Regions from separate parts of the Mus musculus genome. Here all the other regions are linked to region 3. A link is a contact called in public HiChIP or PLAC-seq and promoter capture Hi-C data. All regions are on one chromosome and are shown on one strand. The core of a region is the stretch at or near the end of the contact, and the rest is flanking DNA. Distances in the headings are between cores, read along the strand shown. Region 1 holds the start of Dnm2 (dynamin 2). Region 2 has its middle 8.2 kb from the start of Pigyl. Region 3 holds the start of Angptl8 (angiopoietin-like 8).

Region 1 (2,700 bases), core at 183-2,682, 410 kb before region 3:
CATCCAGAACTCCAGTTCTAGGGAATCTGATCCTTCCTGACTTCTGTGGGCACCGGGCACAGATCTGGTGCGCATAAAAATAAAATAAATCTTTAAAACTTTTTAACTGTTATTTTATGTAAATTAAAAAAATTGTACATGGATTTTTTTTTTTTTTGCCTGCATGTCGGTATGTGCATTATGTCTGTGTCTGTTTCTAGTGGAGGCCAGACGAGGGTGTCAGATTCCTGGAACTGGAATCACTGATGGTTGTGTGAGTTGTCATGCAGGTGCTGGGAACCAAATTTGAGTCGGCTCCCAAGGCAGCAAGTACTGAGCCATTGGTCTAGGAGAAAAAAAAAATTAAAGTAAAAATAAACCTACAGTTGTAGCCATCCGCAAAACACTTGCTTGGCTTAATGGAACTGTAGACTTGACCCTCTGTAACGTACAGAAATAAGCACGAGAGGGTGAGAACGCCTTTATGAGGCAGAAGTGTCGACTCATCTTTCACTGGCACTGGGATTCTTCCAGAGTTGGGATCTGCGATGCTTTCTGCTTTGTTTTGTTTTTTTGTTTTTTTGTTTTAGTTTTTTTGTTTTGTTTTGTTTTGTTTTGTTTTTCGAGACAGTGTTTCTCTGTATAGCCCTGGCTGTCATGGAACTCACTCTGTAGACCAGGCTGGCCTTGAACTCAGAAATCTGCCTGCCTCTGCCTCCCGAGTACTGGGATTAAAGGCACGCGACACCACGCCCGACTGCGATGCTTTCTAAAATATGGGTTTTCACTACAGCCTAAGAATTCAGGTGTAACAGCCACTGAACCTTACCACGGTGTGCTTCCCTGAGCACTGTGGCCTTTTGCTTAAAAAGAATATCACAAAGTGATAGCAAATGCCAGGAAGTTGGAAGAACTTTTATGACACAGTTGTCAGTGAGGATTGGGAAGGTAGTAGCGTGTATCCTAGCAGGAGGGAGGCTGAGACAGGAGGAACATCAAGAGTCTGTAGCCAGCATACAAAACTATAGAAACTATAGAAAAAGATTGCGGCTCTCTTTCCTCTTACTGGTTGGAGTAGAGAAGTGATATTTATATCAGCCAATGAGAAATTTTTACGGAATTAACTAGTGTCAAGTGACAATCCAGTGTTGAAGAATGGATCCCTTACACCCTTGGCAGGTTGACGTTTCTGCGACCAATAAGCCAACCCGAATCAACCTAGTGAGCTGAGGCCTCAGTGTCTTTTCCAGAGACCCCGCCTTCCCGGTCTGACAACCCGGTTTGACTTCTATTGGCTTTCACTTAAGAGTGACAGTTTTATTACCCAGTGAATTTGTGAGATTAGCCCTTCCTCGTGCCTTTTTTATTGGCTCACGTTCTTGAGTGGCAGTGCTTTGAACCAATTGGATATAGCAGTAGGGTTGCGGACTCCGCCCCGGAGGCCGGGAGGGTTGTTCGCTCGGGTCGGGTGTCGCCTGAGAACCGGATGAGGCGGCGACTCTGAGGCCGAGCCGGGAGCGGGCGTCGCGGCGAAGGGGAGACCGGGCGGGCCGGCAGAGCAGAGCAGGAGGAAGCAACGGCCACAGACACATCGGAACCGAGAGTCTTAGTCGGGGGATCCGCGCGGCGGAGGCGGACACCATGGGCAACCGCGGGATGGAAGAGCTCATCCCGCTGGTTAACAAGCTGCAGGACGCCTTCAGCTCCATCGGTCAGAGCTGCCACCTGGACCTGCCGCAGATCGCCGTGGTGGGCGGCCAGAGCGCCGGCAAAAGTTCGGTGCTCGAGAACTTCGTGGGCCGGTGAGCGAGCGCGCCGGCGGCGGTTCTGGGGCTCCGGCCGGGAGGGCGGGCGGCGGCCTAGGGCGCGGAGGGCGGGCGGGGAATGGCGGAACTGCGGCTCGCGGACGCCGCAGCACCGGTGGCAGTGGATAAGGTCTGGGGCAAGAGTCTCCATGGCTTTCCGCAGGGACTGGAGATGCAGATCCAAGTCTGGGACTAGTCGATGATAGTGGGCGGTGTTTGGGGCAAGACGGTCAGTGCCGACCCCTCTTGGTGCTTCTAGTTCCGGCTATGGCTGGGCAACTCTGACATCGCTTTACCTGTAGTCCGGGATAGATCCACTCCTCTTTCCTTCTGCTACCTGGAAATCTTAGTGTGTGTGCTAAGATGTTGAAGATAACACTTGCCACTTAGCCATCCATGGGGAATGACCCCTGGGGTCTGTCTGGCCAGTTATTTTCTGGAGCCTGCTCTCTTGCCTGGTTAGCTGGTTATCTGTTCTAGACAGGCTTCCTACCGGCACCATTTGGTTGTCCCATCTGTCCAAACTCACTCTGAAGTCCACCGTTGTCTGGCTAGCCATCTAAGGTGACCTCTCGTGTGCAAATGCCCATCTGTGCCCCTTATTTACGTGAGTTGGCCTCTGCCATCTGACTGGCTGAACTTTGGGAGCCTCCTGTTATCTGGTTCTCTTGGGCCGACTGGCTCTTTGAATCCATCCATTAGTCTGTTCTCCATTCCCACCCAGGCATCCCTGCCTGTCCATCCTCTCTGAGTGACAGAGGTTGGAGAACTTGGGAAGAAACATTCTTTAGGATTCTTTCTTGGGCTAGGATCCCCTAACCTAGAGCTTCCCAGTTGGAATGCTCTCTAGATAGCTCTGGGAGCCTCAGCTTGTTCCATCTGTCCAGTGGGCAAATTCCACTTGCAGCTGTTTGTA
Region 2 (2,700 bases), core at 41-2,540, 330 kb after region 3:
ACTATGACTCTGCTAGTGTTATGAATTGTAATGTAAATATCCTTCATTGTCCTGGCCAAAGGACCTCTGTGGAGGTCCGCCTCTTACTTTCCATCGATCCTGTTCTAAAACTTTTAGTAGTTTGAGATGAACAAAAGCAAGCTCAGAGTTCCTGAAAGACAACACAGGTGATCTATTAATACCGTCATGACCCGTCTACCGAAAAACTAATGGGACCACACTCCTTAGTGACTCAGAAAGGTGTCCTGGTGGCCCATGAAAGAAATTTGAGTACTCAGGGAGTTGGAAGCCAATGACTAGAGGTAGAGCCTTTTGGGTAGAGTGGCTACCAGGAAGAAGGCCCTCGGTGACATCCCCAACACACCATAAACCCAGCTGGGTATGAAAGCATACACACCTGTAATCCCAGCGTTCAAGAGACAGAAGGACCAGGAGTTCAAGTACATCCTCGGCCACACAGCTTACTTGAGGCCAGTCTGGGCTACATGAGACCCTATGTCCAAAAAATAAAAAATAAAAAAGCCTTTATGTTTCTCCTCAGTAGCCCCAATCGACTTGAGATTCTAGAGCAATGGTTTCAGCCTTCTTAATGCTGCGACCCTTAAATATAGTTCCTTATGTTATGGTAACCCCAAGCCATACAATTATTTTCATAGCTACTTCATAACTATGACTTTGCTAGTGTTATGAATTGTAATGTAAATATATGTTTTAGCTCGGTGACAGAGGCACACTCCTTTAATCCCAGCAGAGGCAGGCGGATTTCTGAGTTAGAGGCCAGCCTCTACTACAGAGTGAGTTCCAGGAGAGCCAGGGTCATACAGAGAAACCGTGTCTTAAAACAACAAAACAAAACCCTGTGTCTTGTGATGCTCGTAAAACGACCCTTTTTAACAGGGTCTTTCGATCCCCGTCTCCAGCCCCCAAAGGGGTTGCAATCCACAGCAACCTGAGCAATTGTCTTGAGCAAATTTAACCCTAGTTTTTCTCCCCTCGATGCGCAGGGCGAAGGGGCGGGACTGCAGTAACTGTCCAAGGAGACGCGCCGCTAGCCGGGGCGGGACGCTGCCACGCAAAGCCACCAAAGAGACTGAGTCTCTCACTCGCGAGGCTCGGGTGGTCGGGTCTGTCTCGGTAGTTGTCACTCAGGCTGTCTGCCCCCGCCCGGGTCCTGCTGTGCCCTGCGGGGAACCGGGAACCGGGAGGGAGGCATTCTTAGGACCTCCGGGAGGACGCGATGGTGAGTGCAGCCGGGGAGTGACTGCTGCGTGACGCTGCGTCACTCGGGAGTCTGCGCCCCAGTTTGCCACCGGCTCGGCTCGCTTCGGTTTGGCTCCGCCGGGCTCTGCTCTCCGCACCGCCGTGGAGTGGGCGTGGCGGCAGCTGCATCCTGGCTGCTGAGTGTGCAAGAGCTGTGGCCTGAGGGTCCCCAGCCCATCACTGCTCCCTAAGTGGCGCCGACTTCCCCAGTGTTGTCTCTGTTTACCGGAGGTCTCAAATTAGCGACCCTATTCCAGCGTAGCTTTTCAAAATCAGCAGCCAGTGGAGGCCTTCGTTTCCGGTTCCCCCTTTCCACATTTCCAGTAGCAGCAACCCCTCTCCAGGTCACTGTCTTTTTTTTTTTTTTTCTTTCCCCTCTCTCATCCGCCCCCCCCCCCAACCCCCACTCTCTCCGCAGGGTTTCTAGTCTCTTCTAGCCTGGGTTTAAGCGGTACTGGGGGTGGATGCATGGCTTCCAGCCTGCTGGTCAGTACTCTCTCCATGCTAACTCCTCATCCTCTGGTCTTCACCTCCCAAGTCCCAAGTATTTCGATTACAAATCTGTACAATCGCATCTGGTGACTTTTCTACATCCTACACACACACGCTATTTTAATTACAACTTTTCTTTAGGGCAAGGTTGGTTTGGTTGGTTGACTGATCTTTGCAGTGCTGAGGACAGGACCCAGGGCTTTGAGCTTTATCATTGAACTGTATCTCCAGTGTGTGTGTGTGTGTGTGTGTGTGTGTGTGTGTGTGTGTGTATTAGCATGTATGCATTGTACAAGTTTCACTTTGCAATTCAGGATGGTCTCAAACTAATAATCCTGTCTGTCTCAGCTTTCCAGTTGGTGGGGTTACAGGGAAAGGATTCCAGATTTGGCCGAATGGCTGTTACAAAGCTCTGTGTTTTGTTGCTGTCTGCATGAAGCTTTCTGGAACTGTAAGATGTGTAGACCTGCCCTCTCAGTGTCTTCCTGGGCACAGACATTGAAATTAAGGTTTTTTTGAAACCTTTTTCTGGGTCCCTTGCCCTTGAGGTACAACTCCTAAGTACTTCCTTTCCTGGCTGGCTGGTGTCACCTTTAAGGGCGTTACTCGTTTGAGTCGCAGTTTTTCATTAAAAAGGGAAACAAAGGGCTGGGGAGTTGGCTTAGTGATTAAGAGGACCCAGGTTTGATTTCCAGCAGTCACATGGCTGTCCTCAGCTGTCTTTAAAGCCACTGCCTGAGCTCTATCTCCTGCTGACACCCATGCAGACAAAACACCTACATACGAAAAAGTAACACGTGAGACTCAGTGCCCCCCCCTCATGCCACCTGCTGCAAGCTAGAATGGAGGACCCTCTGTGGCACGTGCATGCCAATAAATAAATAAATAAATAAATAAATAAATAAATAAATAATTTAGTTTAGCCGGTCAGTGGTAGTGCACGCCTTT
Region 3 (2,700 bases), core at 195-2,694:
AGTGCTGGGGTGACAGGCATATCAGGTACTGGGGGTGGAACCCAGGGCTTTGTGCACACTAGGCAAGTACTCTACCACCTGAGCCCTGGCTCCAGCCCCCGAGGGCCAGAGGTCTGGAGAAGTGGCTCAGCAGTTAAGGGTACGCACTGCTCTTTGAGAGGATCCAAGTTCAGTTCACAGCACCCACTTCAGTCAGCTCCAGGGGGACCTGATGCCTCTGGCCTCTTTGGACATCTCTGTTCAACCCTGCCCCCCAACAATAAATAAATAATTAAAAACATAAGGTGGTCCCACCAGTAGCCAGGTGGCAGACTGGCCTCCCGCAGCCCACACTACCACCTTATTGGCTCCCTGGAGTTATCTATAGGGTCTGTCTTTCAGATACAAAGAGAACCGGAACCTGGTCTTGCCTCTTCTCCCCAGCTGTAAGTGCACAAGCCCCAACCCTGTAGGCCCCCTTAAGCTGTGTGATGGAGGCATCTGGCCTGCTAGCTCAGCCTCTGAAGCTCTGTACCAACAACCAGTAACAGCGAGTCTCCACACAGAACAGTGAGTGGGTCTCTGTGACAGAGTCCTGTGACTCTCGGTGTCAAGCTCATCGCGAATGACTAACTTCACGGCCATTTTCTGTGGTGCTAGCGATGGAATGCTGAGTGCCCCGAAAGCCTTCTACCTCTGAGCATCACCTCAGCTCTTGTTTTCTTGCCATAAGAGAGGATCTAGTTCTGTAGCCCAGGCTGGCCTTGAACTCATGTTCCTCCTACCGCAACCTCAGAGTGTAACGTTCTATTTGCAAGGGAAGCAAGGCTGTTCCTTTGAGTGCGCAAAGTGGATGTTCAACAAATGCTTAGTACTACTTGTGGGACGCCTAGGTAGAGAAAATGGGTTGCAGTACTTGCCCTGTGTGTTCTAGGAAGTTAAATCGAAGTTAGCACAGATCATAAACCATGCGGGGAGTCAGGCTCCATGATCTCAGAAGGAGGATGTCTGTCATGTCACTTTTTCGCCCCTCCTCCACAGCTATTGGCCACACCCAGTGACCCCTGCATTAGCTGTCTGCAGGAAGGAGACAAGGCTGGAGCCCCTGGATGGCCCTTTGGGTGGCCCAGCAATACTGGGCCTGCTGTGTTGGATGTGAAGGGAGCCACGTTCTACACTTAGATGGGAAACTGAGGCTCAAGGCAGTGATATGCTCATACAGACACTGGCGCTGAGAGCTCTGGTCTGAGCTTGCCCACTACCTCCAACCCCCACACACAGCTGGCCCTGAGTTCTAGCAGCGTGATATCAGCATGGCCTGCTTAGCCATCAGTCTGATGCAATGGCTGAGCCTCCGCCAGGCCCTTGTGCAACCATGGCCGGTTAACCATTGACCAGGGGGGTCAATGGCAGCCTATGGAAATAAAAGGCAGCCGCAGCGGCCCGGGAACCACACCCACGAAACTGTCAGCCATGGCTGTGCTTGCTCTCTGCCTCCTGTGGACCTTAGCATCAGCAGTGCGACCCGCTCCAGTGGCCCCTCTGGGTGGTCCAGAGCCAGCTCAATATGAAGAGCTGACCCTGCTCTTTCACGGGGCCCTGCAGCTAGGCCAGGCCCTCAATGGCGTGTACAGAGCCACAGAGGCTCGCCTGACAGAAGCTGGGCACAGCCTGGGCCTCTATGACAGAGCACTGGAATTCCTGGGGACAGAAGTCAGGCAGGGCCAGGATGCCACACAGGAGCTTCGCACCAGCCTGTCGGAGATTCAGGTGAGCACTGGAGCTGGGTGTTGGTGGCAGGTAAGAGTCTGAGGAAATGGTAAACCCAGAACAGAGGAAACATACCCTGATGACACACCATCCTTGAGCAGGTGGAAGAGGACGCTTTACACCTTCGAGCTGAAGCCACAGCCCGATCACTGGGGGAAGTGGCCCGGGCCCAGCAGGCTCTGCGGGACACTGTACGGAGACTACAAGTGCAGCTGAGAGGCGCCTGGCTCGGTCAAGCCCACCAAGAATTTGAGACCTTAAAGGTAAGGGACTCCCAGGTCTGAGAGGGGTATAGCCTGCTTCTCAGAAAGAGGCCACCACTGAATCCTGGGCTAGAGGACCCTCCAGTTGTATATGGGGTTCCAGCCTCAGTGACCTTCTGGAAGTGACCTTTGCAAGTAAGGGCAAGAAGCAGGCACAGCTGTGGTTCTAGAACTCCAGAGGCAGGGGCAGGAGAAATAGAAGGTTAAAGGCAGCCTTGGCTACAAAGTTAGGCCAGCTGACTACATGGTGATACCTTGTCTCAAAGAGAACAAGAGAAAGAACAATCCTAGCACTGGGAATAAAGGCAGGTGTGTGTGTGTGTGTGTGTGTGTGTGTGTGTGGGTGTGTGTGGGTGTGTGTGTGTGTGGAGTCCAAGGTGATTTCTGGCTAGGTAGACATCCGGGTTAAGCTTGGGGTACATGAAGCCCTGTCTCAAAATATGTAAATGAATGAATGAGTAAGGGACCAACAAGGTAGTTAGTTCAGCAGGTAAAGGCTGCCAAGCCCATGACCTGAGATGGATTCCCAGGACCCACGCAGTCCTGGTGCTATGTATCAAGAAACCAATCAATATTGTTTGATGTGCATCTACAAACTATACAGAGCAAGTCCCATTTTAGATATACTTTACAAACAGGGAAACTGAGGCCAGAGGGTCTTGGACATTTGCTGGGCCCCATGGATGGT

Evidence for each region. Promoter capture Hi-C pulls out the DNA fragments that hold promoters and counts their contacts. HiChIP or PLAC-seq counts read pairs in DNA pulled down with a chosen protein or histone mark.
Region 1: a contact with region 3 is called in a FOXA1 HiChIP or PLAC-seq map of pancreatic cancer cells. The contact joins the promoter of Dnm2 here to the promoter of Angptl8 in region 3. A contact is called at or near these places in 2 of 39 promoter capture datasets (both in liver), 1 of 484 Hi-C or Micro-C datasets (the N1E-115 cell line) and 2 of 115 datasets of contacts at active chromatin or transcription factors (large pre-B cells and pancreatic cancer cells).
Region 2: a contact with region 3 is called in a promoter capture Hi-C map of neutrophils, with 2.7 times the contacts expected there. The contact joins the enhancer-like site here to the promoter of Angptl8 in region 3. A contact is called at or near these places in 8 of 39 promoter capture datasets (3T3-L1-derived adipocytes, HPC-7-derived erythroid cells, cranial neural crest and 5 more), 4 of 15 datasets of contacts at CTCF or cohesin (the G1E-ER4 cell line, embryonic stem cells, large pre-B cells and 1 more), 18 of 484 Hi-C or Micro-C datasets (the Ba/F3 cell line, CD4 T cells, CD8 T cells and 11 more), 11 of 115 datasets of contacts at active chromatin or transcription factors (T-cell acute lymphoblastic leukemia, acute myeloid leukemia, astrocytes and 8 more) and 3 of 9 other capture datasets (embryonic stem cells, liver and pancreatic islet).

The regions. Positions count from the first base shown.
Region 1 is chr9:21,423,476-21,426,175 of GRCm38.p6, forward strand. It overlaps Dnm2 (dynamin 2), which reads left to right and starts at 1,433. Exons shown (of 21, transcript NM_001253893.1): 1 at 1,433-1,781. The coding sequence starts at 1,621.
Region 2 is chr9:22,163,746-22,166,445 of GRCm38.p6, forward strand. No RefSeq gene overlaps it. Among named protein-coding and RNA genes, the nearest start is that of Pigyl, 8.2 kb to the left of the region's middle. Within about 2 kb of position 1,291, at least 232 of the 459 cell types and tissues checked have an H3K27ac peak or open chromatin away from gene starts, as enhancers often do. A contact at or near this core is called in CD8 T cells, the G1E-ER4 cell line, Th1 cells and 16 more, where this site is marked.
Region 3 is chr9:21,834,066-21,836,765 of GRCm38.p6, forward strand. It overlaps Angptl8 (angiopoietin-like 8), which reads left to right and starts at 1,445. Exons shown (of 4, transcript NM_001080940.1): 1 at 1,445-1,749; 2 at 1,851-2,012. The coding sequence starts at 1,453. All of the region lies in intron 14 of Dock6 (dedicator of cytokinesis 6), which reads right to left.